2 separate regions of the Anas platyrhynchos genome follow, and region 2 is linked to region 1. A link is a contact called in public Hi-C data. All regions are on one chromosome and are shown on one strand. Each heading gives the region's core, a stretch centred on a gene start, on an enhancer-like site or on the middle of the called end of the contact. The rest is flanking DNA. Distances are from core to core; before and after follow the strand shown.

Region 1 (7,963 bases), core at 1,806-4,305:
AAATCCTAAATAAAGGGGGAGCCCTAGCCAAAAGCCTGCGGTCGCTTAGAAGAGCAGAAAAACCTCTGCCATCCAGCTTCTCGAGAGCCAATCTGGCAGCCGATGTGTGATTCTCTCTGCCTTTTTCCCTCCTGGAGTCACTTAACACCCTTCTGGGCGATACGGGGGCTGGCAGGGCCATTCCCATCCGAAAGGGATGGGGGCAGAAATGCGTGCCAAATCCATTTGCTCTGGATCGGGCTCCAAACCCCCTCCTGGCTGCCTGGGGAAGGGAGATGAGCTCCGTGCCTTCTCCCAGGGCCTGATCCTGCCTCCTGCAGCGGGCAGGGGGTGCGGGGCGAGGATGCTGTGGACGGGCAGAGCTGGCTGGCGGCTCCTTCGCCTCTGCTGGGGGAACGAAGCTCGCTGCTCGGAGCTGGAGCGTCGGTCCGGGGAGCTGGCTGGGGAGCCGCATTCTTGGGCTGTTGAAATAAGATATTTCAAAATTTGATTTAAAAAAAAAAAAAAAGAAAAGGGTTTTAAAGTGCATGCGTTTCTCAAGCTGAAATTGAAATCAAGCGTTCCAGCGGATTCGAGAGGAAAGTTGAGTTCCCGTTTCCCCTTGCGAGGCGTGTTGAAATTTCGGGCACTTTGTTCCACTTCACGCTGAAGTTTCTAAAAACCCCCTGACGGAACAGAAACTTCCGTGCTCAGCACAGCCCTGCTGACTGCCGGGGTAGGAGTTAGCACCCCAGCCTTCACGCACCCCGTTTCTGTGCTCATAACCTCAGTGCCATCTCTCCCAGCAGGATCCCAAAGCACTTTTAATCTCTGCGTCAGGAGAGGCAAGGACGGCGTTTCCCCTGCCCTGGAGCCGTGGGGGGGGTCCAGCTACGAGGCTGTGGTTCCCTGGCAGGCACCGAGCAGCCCTGAACCTCCCCGAGCCGCAAGCGGATGCTGACACCTCCCGGGTGATATTCCAGAACTGGAGTCCTTTGACATCACATTTGGAAATTGGTTCTAGGAAAGTTCTTTTTTCGGATGGAAACTGCAGTAGGAGTCAGCGCTGCTGTTTGAAAGGTTGAACAATTACAGGGAAACTCATTTAGCTCCGATGTTAAAACCAGTCCGTGCCGGTAGGCGCAGTCCTTCGAAACGGGGGATTAACGAGGTGAAGTCGTGACAAAAGGTTTGAGGAGAGGTTTTAAACCCGAGCTGGCGGGTGAGGTCACTCCTGGCAGCTGAAGCCTTACAAGCAGGACTTGGTGTAACCTCTCACGGGATGGTTCGGGGTGGAAGGGACCTTACAGATCACCTCGTGCCAACCCCCAGGGATGTCTCCCACTAGATCAGCGATCCTCTCTCTGGCAGAACTGAGGTGTTGGAGATTCCCCCCAGCTCCTCCTTCGCCCAGCTTTGGGATGCCAAGGTAGCGGTGGGAGCCCTCGGCAGCCCGTGCTGGTGAGAGCTGCTGGTTTGGTGGGGTCAGGAAGCACAGAGCCCGGGAACCTCGCTTAGAAAACCTGGTGGTGGCTGCTAATAACGGTGGTGGCTGCCTAGGAGGGTGACAAAAATGAATTCAGTTGCATCTCAGAAAAAAAAACAAACACGTGATGAAGCCCCCAGCTCCTCCAGGGGTGCGAGCAGAAGGCAGGGCTGCCTGGCTTGGTGCTCCGGGAGGCTGCAGAAGGGCCCTGTCCCATCTCCTTGCTCGTTTCCATGGGTAGGCAGAGTAATTCCATCGCTTCCAGCCGCCAGGAAGACGAGGAGCTGCTGGCCTAGCTCGCTGTCCGGTGTTGTGTTTGGGAAGCTCACAAGAAAATCCCGTCCAGGTCCGTGGGAGCACGGCCGCGGCGAAGCCCCCGTTCCAGTGGACGGCCGCGTGCCTCATCTGTGGCTGCTTCTCTGGAACAGCTGTCGGGATTCTTCTGGTGCCAAAGAGATAATCTGACTTCAGGGAAAATCTTACTTCGGGAGGGAATGGTTGGGAAAGGAGGCACGCTGACCTGTGTGGGCTGGCTCTGGCAAGAGAGCCTGGCGAGAGGGAACTGCTCCGACCTTCAGAGGGCTCCTCAGCAGCCATCCCTTACGCAGGTGTCCCGTGCCAGCAGGACAAAGAGACCCACAGCCACCTACAGATGGAGTGGGAAGGAAAAAGAGCAGCGGAGGATTCAGCTGCAGCGAGCAAAGAACCGGAGGCTGGCACGGGATGGGGTGTGTAGGGGGGGCAGGCAGGATTGGGTGCCCCACAAATGGTGAGATGTGCCCGAGCCCGTGGCAGATGAGGTGTGGAGCAGGTCACCTTCCCCTCCTGTTGGGTGCTCCTGCTGTGCCAGACCTTGTCTGGGAGCTGGGGGGACCCGCAGGGTGTTGGGGGGACCCACAGGGTGTTGGGGGCACTGATCCAGATGGAGCAGGGGAAGGATGTTGTGTCCCTTATCCCGCTCACAGCCCTCAGCACCCAACCTGTGGGGTCTGCACCAAATCACTCCAAAACGGCAGCTGCTGGCTCATCACCCCATGGGAAACACACCACAGATGGGCCCTAACGGCTGTCCCAGGGACGTGGAGCCCAGTTGTCCCCACGCAGCTCCCAGCAGCGGGCACCCAGCTCGGCCTTTGCGGGACCTTTGCTGCAGCAGGGGCTGTGCCCAGCTGAGTCTGGAGCAGATCCAAGCCCCAGCTGCTGCCCCAGGAGATGTGGAACCGTCCTTTAGGGCTCCCAACCGCAGCGCAGGGTGCAGGGGAACACGGAGAGCGGGGAGCACCCTGACCTGCCCCACCAAAGCTTATCTCCCCCACTGCCAACCCAAACCACAGGCTTTAAAAAAACATGGGAGACAGAAAAAGCAAAATAATCCAGCCCCCCCCCAAAAAAAAGGTGCTAATCGGGCAGGGGGAAGGGGCTGCAGGGGCTCTTTTGGGCACGGGACCCCCTCGGGAGGGTCTCTGCGCGCCGGCTCCTGGGCACGGCGGGCAGGGGCTGCGCGCCCTGGGGCGCACCGGGGCGCACCGCGGGGCGCTGGGGCCGGGACCCCGGGGAAAACCCGGCCCGATTCCGGGGAAATCCGGCCCGATCGCGGCGCAGCCGCACCGGGGAAGGCTCCGGGAGGGGGCACCGCCTGCAATCGGCGGCGGCTGCGCAGTGCTGGGGAGGCAATGGAGGAGAGGCTGAGGGCTGTGCGCGCAGGGGTGCGCTGCTTCCCCGATTTCCCCGTGCCCGGAGTGCTGTTCCGGTGCGTGGCTGGGCTGGGGGGGAGGATAAAGGGGTTGGGGGGGAGGATAAAGGGCTGGGGATGGGGCAGGGGTTGGAGGAGAGGGGCTGGAGATGGAACAGGGGGCCTGGGAATGGAAGAGTAGGGTTGGGGATGGAGCAGGAGAGCTAGGGGGTGGAGAAAAGGGGATGGAGGAAAGGGCCTGGGGATGGAGTAATAGAGCTGGGGAGGGAGAATAAGGGGCTGGGGATGGAGGAAAGGGGCTGGGGATGGAGAATAAGGGGCTGGGGATGGAGAATAAGGGGCTGGGGAGGGAGGAAGGGGGCTGGGGATGGAGCAAGGAGCTGCTTAAGGGGTGATTCAGCAGCATGGCAGGTCTGGGCTTGCTTCGTGGCTGGGGTTTTGGTCCCTCCCCAGGAAACCACAGATGCCTCTGCAGCAGCCCCGCTACCTGTCTCTTCCCCCGTGTCTGCTGGGCACGCTTCCCCTGGGTGCAGCAGCTCCGCCACGTGCACCTCTGGGTGCTGGCTAAGCGCCCTTCCTGTCTTTGCAGAGACATCAGCCCCTTGCTGAAGGATCCCGTGGCCTTCAGGGCTCTGATTGATCTGCTGGAAGATCACCTGAGGACGTCTTTGCCCCCCATCGACTTTATTGCAGGTGGGTGTTCCCCGGGGCAGAGCACGGTGCTGCCCGGGTGGTGGGTGTGGGGAGACACCTCCCCGAGGGGCCAGGAGATATCGGAGCCCTTGGGTGTCATCCGAATTACAGCCTGTAGCGTAGGTAACACCAGCAGGGGCTCTACCCTTGCCCCAGTACCGTGGTTTCCTGAAATACTGGTTTGGGATGTGGCAGACGTCATCTGATGGTGCTTCAGTGCCAGTTTTGTAATTCATTTCTTCCCTCAATAAGCAAAGAGGCATTCACTGAGCGCCGAAACCCGGTGTGCCATGCCTGGAAGGTCTCACACAGTCCCCAGGGCACGGGGCCCCTGTTTCCATCATGTTTTCCTTCTCGGAGGGTTTTATCGAGCCAACTGAAACAGGCTTTGTGGCGATAACCCGCTGCAGCACGCGTTTTAAGGAGACTGAGAATGAAAAGTGCTCCGGAAGGTGCTGCTTGGGCTGGGCGATAGCCCAGGGCTCGGGGAGCCTCAACCAAACCTGGCCAAGTGGCTCCTGATAACCAGGCTCTGCCCCTGGAGGTGCAAAGTCCCTGGGTGCGTGGCCGGACTGATAGCGGGGCTGAGCTGAGCTTTGCTGCTCTAAAGAGCTGGGAGGGAGGCAAAAAGGGCTGCTGAGCTGCTGGGGGTGTCACTGCCGTGCCCCACAGCTCCCCAGCAGCCCGTCTGGGTGAGCACGGTGCCATGGTGCACGTCTCAAACCCCATGGGGACAAAGTGCTCCCGGTGTCGCACGGTGGCTTTCAGGTGTTGGCTCTGCTGAATTCTTCCTGCTCTGCCCCCCAGGTCTGGACTCCCGCGGCTTCCTCATAGGCCCCCCTCTGGCTCAGAGGCTGGGGGTGGGCTTCGTGCCCATCCGAAAGAAGGGGAAGCTTCCCGGGCCGACCGAGTCCGTCTCGTACACCCTGGAGTATGGCGAGGTAACACCCAGGGGGGAAAAAGGGTTTTCCAGGCTGTGGTGCGGGCTGTGAGTAGAGGGGGCGATGAGGCTGGCGGAGGATACCCCGGCCAGCCCCGATGGGTGCTGAGCCCAGGGGCATGGCACAAATTTTGGGAGCTCCCCAGGGCTTTGTCTCCACGCCACGCACCCGGGGTTGGTGTCGGTGAGCCGTGCTGTGGGTTTTTTTTTTTGGGGGGGGGTGCAGGATGTGGGATAAGAGTCGGTGCTAAATTGCTTTCTTTGGCTTGAATTCAAGGGCATGACCATCGAGCTCCCCCTCTTCCAGTAAGTGCTCTGGGTAAATGCCTTCACTGCATGGCTTCGGGGCCGGGCGCTCACCCCATAACACCGCACCCCTTTTGGGATCGCAGAGCCCTAGGCCCCATAACCCGCTACGGCTGGTAACTAACAGCAGCAGGAGCTCCACGCTGCCATTACGCACAAGATCTCTTTGGGCCAAGCCCCAAATTCATCCGACAAAGGACGTGCCTGCAGCTTTTCCCCGCTCCAGCACTCTTGGAGCGTGCGTTTCGGGGCTGTAGGTGCTGAGCGCTAAGGCTGGAGACGTGTCCGCGTTCCCAGCCGTGTGGGAGGTGTTTCTCTGGGAGGCAAGGCTAAAATGAGGCTGCTCTTTCCACCCTGCAGGCTGCACTTGAAATCCAGAGCGACGCCGTGGAACCGGGGCAGAAAGTAGTAATTGTGGATGATTTGCTTGCGACTGGAGGTGAGCGAAACGCGGGCGGAGGGCGCGGGGAATGCGCACGAGAGCTCCACGTGTGGGTCTGCCTGTGATCACCCTGATTTCCCCCGGGGAGTGATTTAACCGAGACGTTGTGCATGGAAACTGCCACCCCGAAACGCTTTGCTCCTGCCCTTTCCCTTGTTGCAATGCCCGTGGTGTTTAAATCATTGTGAGTGCTAAAATTTGGGCTGTGCGAGGCACAGGAATGCGCTTTGGGGCTGCCTGTGGTTAGCCCCGGGTGCTGCTCCTTCTGCTGACCCCTCCATGTCCTGCAGGTACGATGCGAGCAGCCTGCGAGCTGGTGAGGAGGCTGAAGGCGGAGATCCTGGAGTGCCTGGTGATCATAGAGCTGAAATTCCTGAAAGGGGTGGAAAAGCTCGAGTCCGTCCCCTTCTTCTCCCTGCTCCAGTACGACTGAGGCTCAGGCTGCGGACGGAGGCTGCAGGGTGCTCGCTGCCAGCCCCGGCCCCCTCCTCCTGCGTTGGAGTTGTCTCTGGCTTGATGCCACGAGGGGGTGGGCAGGGGAGAACCTCCAGTTTGGGTCTGAACTCTATCCAGATGCTCCACGAGAGTAAGTCCCAGTCATTTTCCACGCCACAGATCAAAGCGTATTCAGCGCACGGATCCTTTTTTGGGTTCATCCCGCTGGAAATAGGGAACAGACTGCCGGGGCGAGGGAGGGAGACCACAAAGGGGTAGATTATTTTTTTTTATTATTATTATTTTTTAGGATACCAAAGTGAAAATGTTGCTGCTGAGGCAGGGCAGGGCTGAGAGCTTTTTGGGGCCCAGCACATGCTTTTGTTTGAGCCGTACGTGGCCAGCCTCCTTTCAAGGGGTTCCTAAGAAACTCAGAAGGTGGGCACAAGGTGATGATTTGTCTCGGGGTGACCTGACGTACCTGCCCCCGGAGGAAAAGCTGCCAAAGCACCAGCTGAGGCAGCGTGATGGACTGAGGAGGGCTCAGCAGAGCTCCCCATCGCGTGGTTCGGGTCAGCCCCAAGAGCAGGCAGGACTCAGCGTGCCAAAATTTGCACCACTGAACGCAGCACAGCCTGCAGCCCCGCCTCAGCAGGAGCTGAACCCACTGGTAAAATAAACCTCGACTTCTTTTTATTTTTTCTAAATGGTCTCAGAGCTCTCTCCTTGCAGTAGCTGAAGCTCCGTACCCTCCTGAGCATCTCCCTCCAGTCCTGAGCCATCAGTGGAGGCTGTGGTGTGCGCTCCCCATGGTCACCCCAAATGGTGGATTTGGCCCTTCCAGGTATTTTTTTTTCTCCCCACCTGGTGCTGATCTCTGGCTGCAGGGGGGGGCACCCAGGCTGATCCTGGTGGGCTTCCATGGAAATAATTTCCCTGTGCCGGGGATGGAGCGCACCCAGCCCCGTGCTCCCAGCTGTCAGGACCCATTGGGGCTATTTTTATCCCCGTTTCCTAAAAAGCTGCTCAGGGAGCGCTGAGGAACATCAAACATCGTTCCCCCGGGGAGAAACCTACCCCAGGGCACTGGGATTTACAGCCAGCCCCTGCGTGGAGCCGGGCGCATTCTTGGCACGAGGCTGCGGGTCCCCGCTGCGAGGCAGAGAGGGGAAAAATCGGTTCCACCCCGAAGAGCTGTGGAAAAGCAGCTGCTCACCGGGGAAGGGAGCGCGAGCCCTGTCAGTGCCAGGGCTGGCAGTGTGCGAGGCCAAGGGGTGACATCAGGGAACGTGGGGACGCTGCCTTCGCCTGGGCGGGCATGGAGAGCCCCCCCCTTGATGCGACTGCTGGCTTTGGAGCGGTGCCTTGCAGGCAGGAGGAAGATTTTGGGGTCCCAGTAGCAAACGGGAGCTCACCTCACCCCACAGCCTCTGTGCTGGGTTTAAACCCCCCCCGTGAGCCCCCAGGGCTGGGAGCGGGGCTGGCTGCAGGCAGGGTGCTGGAGGAGGCTTCCTTGGGGCATCACAGCCAGCAGGATGAAGGACGGGCACCTCCCTGCTGCTTCTTCCACCTTTTTAACCAAAATCTGCGATTCTGAGCAGCCGAGGTGAGCGCACCCAGCACCAGGCAGCCCCCCTCCTGCTCCCCAAGCTGGGTGCACCCCGCGCAGGCACCTCTGCTGCAGCTGGGACCCTCCTCAGGGCACCCATCCCTCCTCCCCAAACCCTACAACTGGTCCCCAGCCGGAGCTGGGACCTGCCCCAAACCACCCCCCGCTGCCTCCAGCCCTCTCCCAGCTCCCGTCCCGTCCGGGCCCTATTGACAAAAGCTGCATTCAGCTCTCGGCGAGCCCACGCTCACTTTTTCCAGTAAGCTTTTCCCCAGGAGTTGGCCGAGGACCCGGCCCCAGCCCTTTTCCCTGCGTGAGCGGCCGGGGCCCGGTGCCACGGGAGAAGCGCGGGGCGGCCGAGAGCCGGCTCGATTTAAAAC
Region 2 (7,963 bases), core at 1,530-4,029, 74 kb after region 1:
CTCCCTCCTTCGGCTGGTGACTGCATTTGAGGAACTAGTCCCAGTGAGCCTGAGCTTATCCTAGTTTCGTATCTGGACTCTGCTGAGAACAACAGGTTGTGTCACCAGGCTGGCGGTAGAAGCAGAAAACAAAAGGAAGAAAATACGGATGGCTGCAAGGAAGAGCCACCCTCAGATATTCCACACCAACACCTGGAGACTTTCTCCATATTCTTTCCTTGGGGGAAATACGTCTGAAGAATAGTCAGTAGGGTTTTTGACTTGCAAGTTCAGCATGATTTGCTTCAACTGAGGCTGGAGTGGGGTGGTTGGGGTAATGTCAGCCTTCTCCGCTAGAAAACCTAGGTGCATGTGTCTAGAACAATCCCCACCTGAGCCTCTCCTGGAAAAACCACCTCTCCAAATGAAGCCATGCACTCTCACCAGCTCTGAGATCCACTCTGGCTCTGTGCATTTCAACCCTTAAGAAGTGTCTCCCGTCTAGGGAGCCAGTTCTCCTACTATGCATATTCCAGACTTGGGAAACTGTCTGCAGGGGCAAGGAAGTGGCAGAGTTATAAACATGCCTGCGTTTAATCAGCATGGGACACAGGATTGTTACTTTGAAGTGTCAAGACTATCACAAGACAAAACTGCATGGACTGCTTTAATAAAGAAATGCGATTTGCCTCTTTAAACAGAAATCCCAGTGCTATAGACAAGAGATGCCAACAGCTTCTTCCAACCACCAAATGCAAATGATGGAAACGTTACGCTCAGTAACTGCTCCTTTAGCACAAGGATGGGAAACAGCCCAGCCACAGCAGCAGGGTACACGTGGGTGGGAGAGCTGGGGTGGCTGACATCTCCTTCATTCAGCGACCGAAACAACACCCTGCCTTGCAGTCTATCCTATTTAGCTCACACAGGAAAGAATTTCAAATATTTTCTCTTGAGAGCTGGCTATTTGCTTTTAAGTAGCACCAAAAGTAGGTGTTAGGAAGTGTTTGGGACACAGCGTACCGTTACCTGCACAGAGCCATTACCTGGACCTGCTGCCTGAGAAAGAGCTGTGTCGTGAGGAGCGGCTAGAGTAAGAGCTGTAAGACGATGATCTGGAACGAGATCGGGAGGAACCTGACCCCGAATAGCTGGACGACCGAGAAGAGGACCTGCAAAAGAAGTATTGAAGTTCAGTGCCTCTCAAAAAGTCCTGGGAGACCGAGGAACGCTCTTCCCAAATTCTCAGATGCTGCTCCGAAAGCTGCCCACCCTCTCCACAAAGGACTGCCAGGACTGCAGTCTTCCCTCAGTCCCCACCCCACCTTTTCTTTTAGAAATAATTCTGTTGCTGCTGGAGCCCTTTGTGTACTTGAACAGGCTTCCTTCCCTTTAGCTAATGACTTTCCATCCCTTTTTGAGACCTCCTTCCATACAATTTTATGGCTTTTCACTGGACAATCCTCCTGCTCAGCTGGGTCACACGTGTAGGAGAAAAGAGGGAAATGAAAGGTGCAGCGAGTCCAGTGAGAAAAGCTATCTGCTTCAGGAGGGCTTTGCTTTATAAGATCCGTATCTTCAATTCGCCGTGTTCCTCATTCCTCTCTGATACATTTTTTCCTCTTTGCAGGAGCTTCAAGTTCAAACGTTTACAGGAAATGGGTCCAGCTTATCACAGAATCATAGAACGATTTGGGTTGAAAGGGATCTTTAAGATCCAACCCCGTCAAGGACAGGGAAAACCTTCCACTAGACTAGGCTGCAACTCCATTCTCCTGGATTCGTGGCGCTTCCTTCTGAACAGTGGATTTTATCTCCCGTGCTCTGATTTCTGAGCCCCCCTGCAGCACTCTAGGGCTCCTGGCGAGCCTCCTTGACCCCAGTTCTCCCCCAGCAGCAGCACGCTCTTCCTGGAGCAGGCTCCCCTCCTCTCTCTAGCACTCCTGGAACGAAGACGCTCCAATTCCTACAGCTTCCACCTCCTTCTGCTCCTATAAAGCTCAGTTCTCATCTAGACGAGCTACGTGGACCTACATCTAAGTCTAATTTCCCTTAATAATTATTTTTCCAAGGACCTGCTCCACTTCTTACACCACCTGCTCACAAGAAAGAGGCACACCACGTTCCTGATGCCCTACAAGACCTGGATGTGACGTGTTCTTCACTATCACTCACCTTGAAGAGCCCGAAGCAGACGCCGACGAAGCGGAGGTTTTTCGGCGCCTGCGCGCGCGGCTGGGCGAGACGGAGAGGCCGAGCTTCTTTTTGGGGGACTTGGACCGGCGCCAGGGGTCCTTCCACTCATCCGCCCTCTTTGACTGCGCGGCGGTAATGGTGGTCGCCTCCTTCTCCTTCTTTGGTGGCTCAGGCTGGCGGCTGGAAAAGAAGAGAGGAGTTGAGATGCTGGGGTTGTTTTTTATGCCATAAGGCCAACAGGAACAGATGTCAGGAATTCACCCTGCATACTCGGACTCATTAAGGTCCACTGCGGGATATACAGCATCATTTGGGGCAGGTAAGTATTAGAACAGCTATTGTTCTATTGGTTAGAAGTGGAGCAACCTAAATCTGCCCCCCTGTGCATTGAAAATCCTGCACAGACGCAGGCTGAGGACAGCCTTGGGGCGTGCATCCGAAGCTCCATCCCAACGGAGCCAAGGTGCTGGAAAAAAGCAGCCGGCCCTAAGAGAAGAGCTTCAGCCTGAATCACTTTCCTCCAGCTCCCTTATCAGGGCACCACGTGGGGCTGTGTCACGAGCCTCACCCCGGCCAAGGCACGCCGAGCCATTTCGACCCACACGAAGGGGACACCTACCTCCCGGGGGCTGTTTTATCACCGCGTTATTTTATCATGGCTGGACACGTGCTCTCCTGCTCCTGATAACCATGTTTCTTCCTTCCCCTTCTCGGGGCTCAGGCTGTATTTAACCTGTTTCTTTAACCTTTTTTTTTTTTTTTTAAACCCATTCCTTTTATTCTCCGGGTTTCCACTGCCCCACAACCCTCCGAAAAAAAAAACCAACCAGCGCTAACTTTTCAGCATCCGCACGGGATAGTTCCTTAATGAGTTTCTTCAGGCCCGGGCTTTATCGCATCTCTTATCTACGGATGATTTAACGTGGGTTTTTTCCTCACCCTGACTCTAACCTGCATATGACTGGTCAATTACCTGCTCGTAACCTTCTTCGTCAGGTTTTAGGCAAAGTTTATGCTTGCTTAAAGGTTTATGAAGCCTATTGCGCTCATCAAATTACCCGTATAATTATGCCTTTATTCCTTTTCTCCAGCTAATGAACCCTCTCACTCGGAGGGTTTGGGGGAGGGACAGCACCTTCCAGCCCCGGGTTCAGCCAGTCCCACCCTATTAGTCACGGCACCGTGAAGCAACCACTCCCCACACGACTTCCTCTACCTTTCGAGATAAAAAAGCAACCTCCAAAGTTTTCTAATAATTCCACGGATTACGTTTCTTGCCGCAATTCGTTTTCAGCAGACGACGGGGTAATTAAAGCCCTTCATTAGCAGCCTCTTCTTCCCTTTGAAGGCTTCACCAGTCCCTAGGGAGCCTCACCACCTCCTGGTTTGGCGCTACCAAAAACTGCCTGAACTCAGTTCAACTCCTTCCACCTCTCACCCCCTGCCAAACCTGCACACGCACGGTGTCCTGCTTTTTCCCTGTCTTTCCTGATACAATTCCATCAATTTTACCATTTGTCCCACATTTATCTGCACATACAAAACGCTGGAGGGGAGAAACTCTTCTTTCATGCTCACTGGTCCCACACATCTCACTCCAGCCCCAGAAGATGCTTCTGAGGGTGACGTAGCAGCACACAAAATTGCTGACTGCCGACTAAGAGAGCCCCAAGCAGGCTTATGGCTCAGCATTATTCACCGGGATCTAGCGTTTAGCATCGTCACCCTTTCCAGAGCTGCTCCAACGCACGCCGTGTAACGCATCGCTTGCTGTGGGCTGGTCTCGTTGGCCAGGTTACATCTGCAGCTCCATCTGAGTACCTGATCACGGAGGAAGACCATGATTCCAAACACTGAGATAGACCTGACCTACTAATTAGACTCTGATAAGGCTGAATAGCCCTCGCCAGGGCTGAGAGGGGAAGATGAGGTACAGCCCCGTCACCTGGTGAGAAGCAGCAGGACAAACAGCAGCAGCAAGGAGGAGGAGAGCGCTGTGTGAGGATGCCTGCGAGTATCACTAGGCTGTGTCCCTCTCCGGTGTCCTCTCCTGGGGTTTTGGGAGATGCAGGGGGAATATTCTGCTGGCACAGAGGCAGCTCCCACCTCGAGGCATGGATAAGAATCCCGCAGCAGTTCTAGCTAGGAAAAACCTCCTACAGAATCTCTCTTTCTCTCAAAAAGAGCCCAAATCTGCCCATGTCCACAGCCTGGGTGCCGAGCCCCTGCTCAGACCCCACGTGGGAACAACTCGCGCTTAACTCTAAGGTTTGGAGCAAAGGCGACTCGGAGAGCAAACCTCATTACTCGCACCCATTACCTGGTTTGATGCAATTCTCTCCCGGTGAAGTCACTTTCTGGAGGAGAGCTTTTTTTCCCCGGGAAAACCACAACAGAAAGCCTCCTTTTCTGGATACGCTTTGCCTTTTGACTCAGCAGCAAACACGTCACCTTCCTACAGCCCCGAAAGCAAGGCGCTGCGCGTGTCAGGACATTCTCCAAGTCTTTCCCCAAGAGCTGCCCGCGTGCCCGGCATGCAGCATCACCAATAAACTTCTTCAACTTCACACAAGGGACCCGCATCCAATGCCATTTGGCTCGCCTCCTCCGGTGGAAGTCGGGAGGCAGAATTGAAAGCAAAGCTGAGCAGCTGCCAAGCTCCTCGCCATCTGCCTCCGAGTGATGTCCTGGTGACAGCCCAAACAGTCGGCGTTTCAATCACGTTCAGTGCTGCAGACCGACGGGGTGCACTCGTTGGGGTGAAAGCAGAGGCTGGGAACGGGGCTCACCGAGGAGAGGAGAGCAGGCAGGGAGGTGGCTCGAGCCCAGGGGGCTGCCCAGCATCACACCGAGCACCATCGCGGCTCCTGGTGCTGTGCTGCTGGGGGGCTTTGTGCACGGTTTGATCCCAGGGCAGGCTTCCTCCTCCTCCTCCTCGCTTTCACTCTTGCGACTGGGTCATTCCCACTTCCCGTCCTGTGCTGGATGTGGCACTGCTCAGAGCCAATTCACCTCCTTGGTTGAAGAGGGAGGAAAAATAAAAATCAAGAGCCGGTTTCCTGCTGGGTCAGCGAGTCCAAGTGGCCCACGGTGGGGACTGAACAGCTGCTGGAGCTGGCACAAGGCTAACAGGGGAGGGAAGAAGAGAAACCTTTACTGCTTTGGGGTGCTGAGCCATGAGGTCAGGTCCTGTGCTTTACGAGCTCAGCCTCAGACGAGCACACTCTGCAAACCTGCTGGCAAAGGAGCCGCATGAGACCACGGCACGCGTGCGAACCCAGGGCTCCTTTTTCACCCAATTCCAGCTTTCAGGACACGTAGGAAAATCTTTGAGAACGAACTCCCTAATTAGCTGCATGACATCAGGTTTAAGAGCTACAGAAGGAGTAAAATGGGCTGAGAGGATGGAGTGGTAGCAGCTCTGTTTCCTTGCAGCGCCCGGAGCAGCAGCACCGTGCGTCATCGGGGCACGAGCACGGTCCGCAGAGCGCAGCTATTTCCGACGCCCATTTTGACCTTAAAAGAGCTAAAAGCTTTATTTTCCAGAACGGAGACGTTAACGCAGAGTTGGCTGGGGCTCAACTACAGCAATCGAGCGGAGCGCTGGAGCCGAACGCCGCTTTGGCAGCGAGGAGGAGCAGCTCCCGACCGCCCCGTGCGCGGCGCGGCACCGAGGAGCCCGCCAGGAATTCGGAGGGGGAAGCGGAGCCGCGTGGCCGAGCCTTCCTCCTCCTGCTTTTATGCAAATGACGCCGAAGCCTTTCTAATCTCAGCCGGAAAATAGGCTTCCCAGGGAAAAGTGCTTCCTTCCTTCCCCCTCCCGGGGTGACGCCGCCACCCCGGGTAACGCAAACCTTATCGCTGACGTCGGCCTGGCTCCGGGGCTGCTGTTTTGGCCGGCAGCTCCGGCTCGATGTGCTCAGAGAGGAAAGTCCGGCCGTGCTCTCGAGCCCTTTCGTCTCTCGCAGGGAAGCGAGGGTTGTGGCACCGGCACAAGCTTTCCTTTGGTCTCGGTGGAATTTTCCAGAGGAAGTGAACTCGAGGAACGGTTGGAGGCACGGTGAGGGCTCTGTGATTGCTGCAGAATGAGCTCCAGCAGAGCACGTGCATGCGGGCAGATTTTCTGTCTCAGCACAATAAAGTCACTTATCCCCAGTGCCACGTGTCCGGAAAAATACAACAGCCCCCAAAATCACCTACAACAGGAAATCCTGACCCCTGAATCCAGTGTTCATGCCTACAGCACGGCCACTTGTCCTGGGGAGGTGTGAGCAAAGGTTTTGCTTCTCTCAAGGTGTTTCCATCTCAAGCAGGGTTATCAGTTGCTTAGGAAAAAAAAAAAAAAAAGAAAAAAAAAAGATTTCTTCAAAGCCTGATGGGGAGAGGCTTTGAAATTAAATAGTGGAGATACAATCTGGAGTATGAAATCATCACAGCGGGCAGATAAACCTATCTGGGATGCGATCTGCCCCGAGGGCTGAGCATTTGACGCCTCGAGAGCCTTCTCCCAGCGGAGGTGCCCGCATGCAGCGATTCTCCCGTCTGCTTTAATAAAACCCAGCGTGTGGGATCTCTCCGGCAGCTCCAACCCCCGAATGCCAACGAAAAACACATTCCTTGAGATCCACATCTGAGTCACTAGATGCCCTTCTTCATCTTGATGTAGGGTTACGAAACCCGGCTCCTTCTGCTGTGGCACAACCTCAGGAACCACGAAGACGAACGAAAACTCCAGGCGACAGCAACGCTCCGTGGAGACCTTCGACAAGCTTTGCTGCTTTGGTTTGTGGAACCTTTTTTATTATCGCCAGCTTCCCAAACGAGCCGGGAGAACAAATAAAAGCTGAGCTAACCAGGCTCCATCGCTCGGGCTGGAGGCTGCGCCGCAGAAAATGGGGATGTAAACAAGTTATTGCAATCCCTACCTGCACAGCATCACCTCGCAGGGGCTGCCGATCCCAAGGAGCACATGCAGCAGCACAGACACGTCCTGCAAGCGAGGAGGAGGAGGAGGGAAACCCTCGCAGCGCCGAGGAAGGCACGGCAGGGTGGCAGCGTGCAGAGCAGGAGCCCAGGTCCCGCTGCAGAGGACAAACCTCCCTCCAGCCTGGGAAACCCAACAGCCTGGGGCTGCTCGCTTTATTCTCTTACTTTGCTGCACCCCAAGAAGCCGCCCGGAGGCCCGGACAGCACTTCTGTGCCTGCTGACAAACGCCACCGTTTCCCTTCGGTAACTTCTCGGGGATTTTTGGACTTATTTGGAGAGTTCCTGGGATCCACGCCTGACCTGGAAGCAGGCAGAGCACACATCTCTCTGCCCAGTCTGCTTTTCCGCCTGTGGCAGGACAACAACTGTGAGCAAATAAAGGAGTTAAGAAGAAAGGAGCCAACATTTCTACCAGAAAACCTAAGGACCAAATCCACCAGCCGACCCACACCACATCCAGTCGGAGGAGATGCTGCTACGAAGCCCTCTGGAGACCTGCATCTGCCTGAACAACAGCGGATTTGTCCCAAATCTCTGCCAAAAGAGCTCAAAGAGCAGATCCAGTGGCTCTGATGGTGAGGGGGAAACCACCAGAAGCTATCGGGATAGGCGATAACGACCCCAGAACACCCAGAACTACAAATTCGTCCCTGAAACAAGTTCAGTCGGTTCGTGATCTCCCTCTCTCTCTCTCTCACACACTCATGAATCACTCCATTTGCATTCCCTTCTTTTTGCCACTCCTTTATCTAATCAGCCTCATTCTAACACTTTCTAACTTGCAAGCCCCGGGTAACCTGC

Evidence for each region. Hi-C and Micro-C count contacts between places; a contact is called where the count stands out from the background.
Region 2: a contact with region 1 is called in a Hi-C map of skeletal muscle, with 2.4 times the contacts expected there. The contact joins the enhancer-like site here to the promoter of APRT in region 1. A contact is called at or near these places in 3 of 8 Hi-C or Micro-C datasets (liver, skeletal muscle and subcutaneous adipose tissue).

The regions. Positions count from the first base shown.
Region 1 is chr12:1,773,261-1,781,223 of IASCAAS_PekinDuck_T2T, forward strand. It overlaps APRT (adenine phosphoribosyltransferase), which reads left to right and starts at 3,056. Exons shown (of 5, transcript XM_027465727.3): 1 at 3,056-3,215; 2 at 3,748-3,851; 3 at 4,659-4,792; 4 at 5,458-5,536; 5 at 5,830-6,681. The coding sequence starts at 3,139. The coding sequence ends at 5,972. It overlaps CDT1 (chromatin licensing and DNA replication factor 1), which reads right to left. Exons shown (of 10, transcript XM_027465726.3): 10 at 7,952-7,963.
Region 2 is chr12:1,847,257-1,855,219 of IASCAAS_PekinDuck_T2T, forward strand. It overlaps ZC3H18 (zinc finger CCCH-type containing 18), which reads right to left. Exons shown (of 20, transcript XM_072043655.1): 11 at 2,155-2,355; 12 at 1,026-1,151. Among named protein-coding and RNA genes, the nearest start is that of IL17C, 18 kb to the left of the region's middle. Within about 2 kb of position 2,780, at least 2 of the 8 cell types and tissues checked have an H3K27ac peak or open chromatin away from gene starts, as enhancers often do.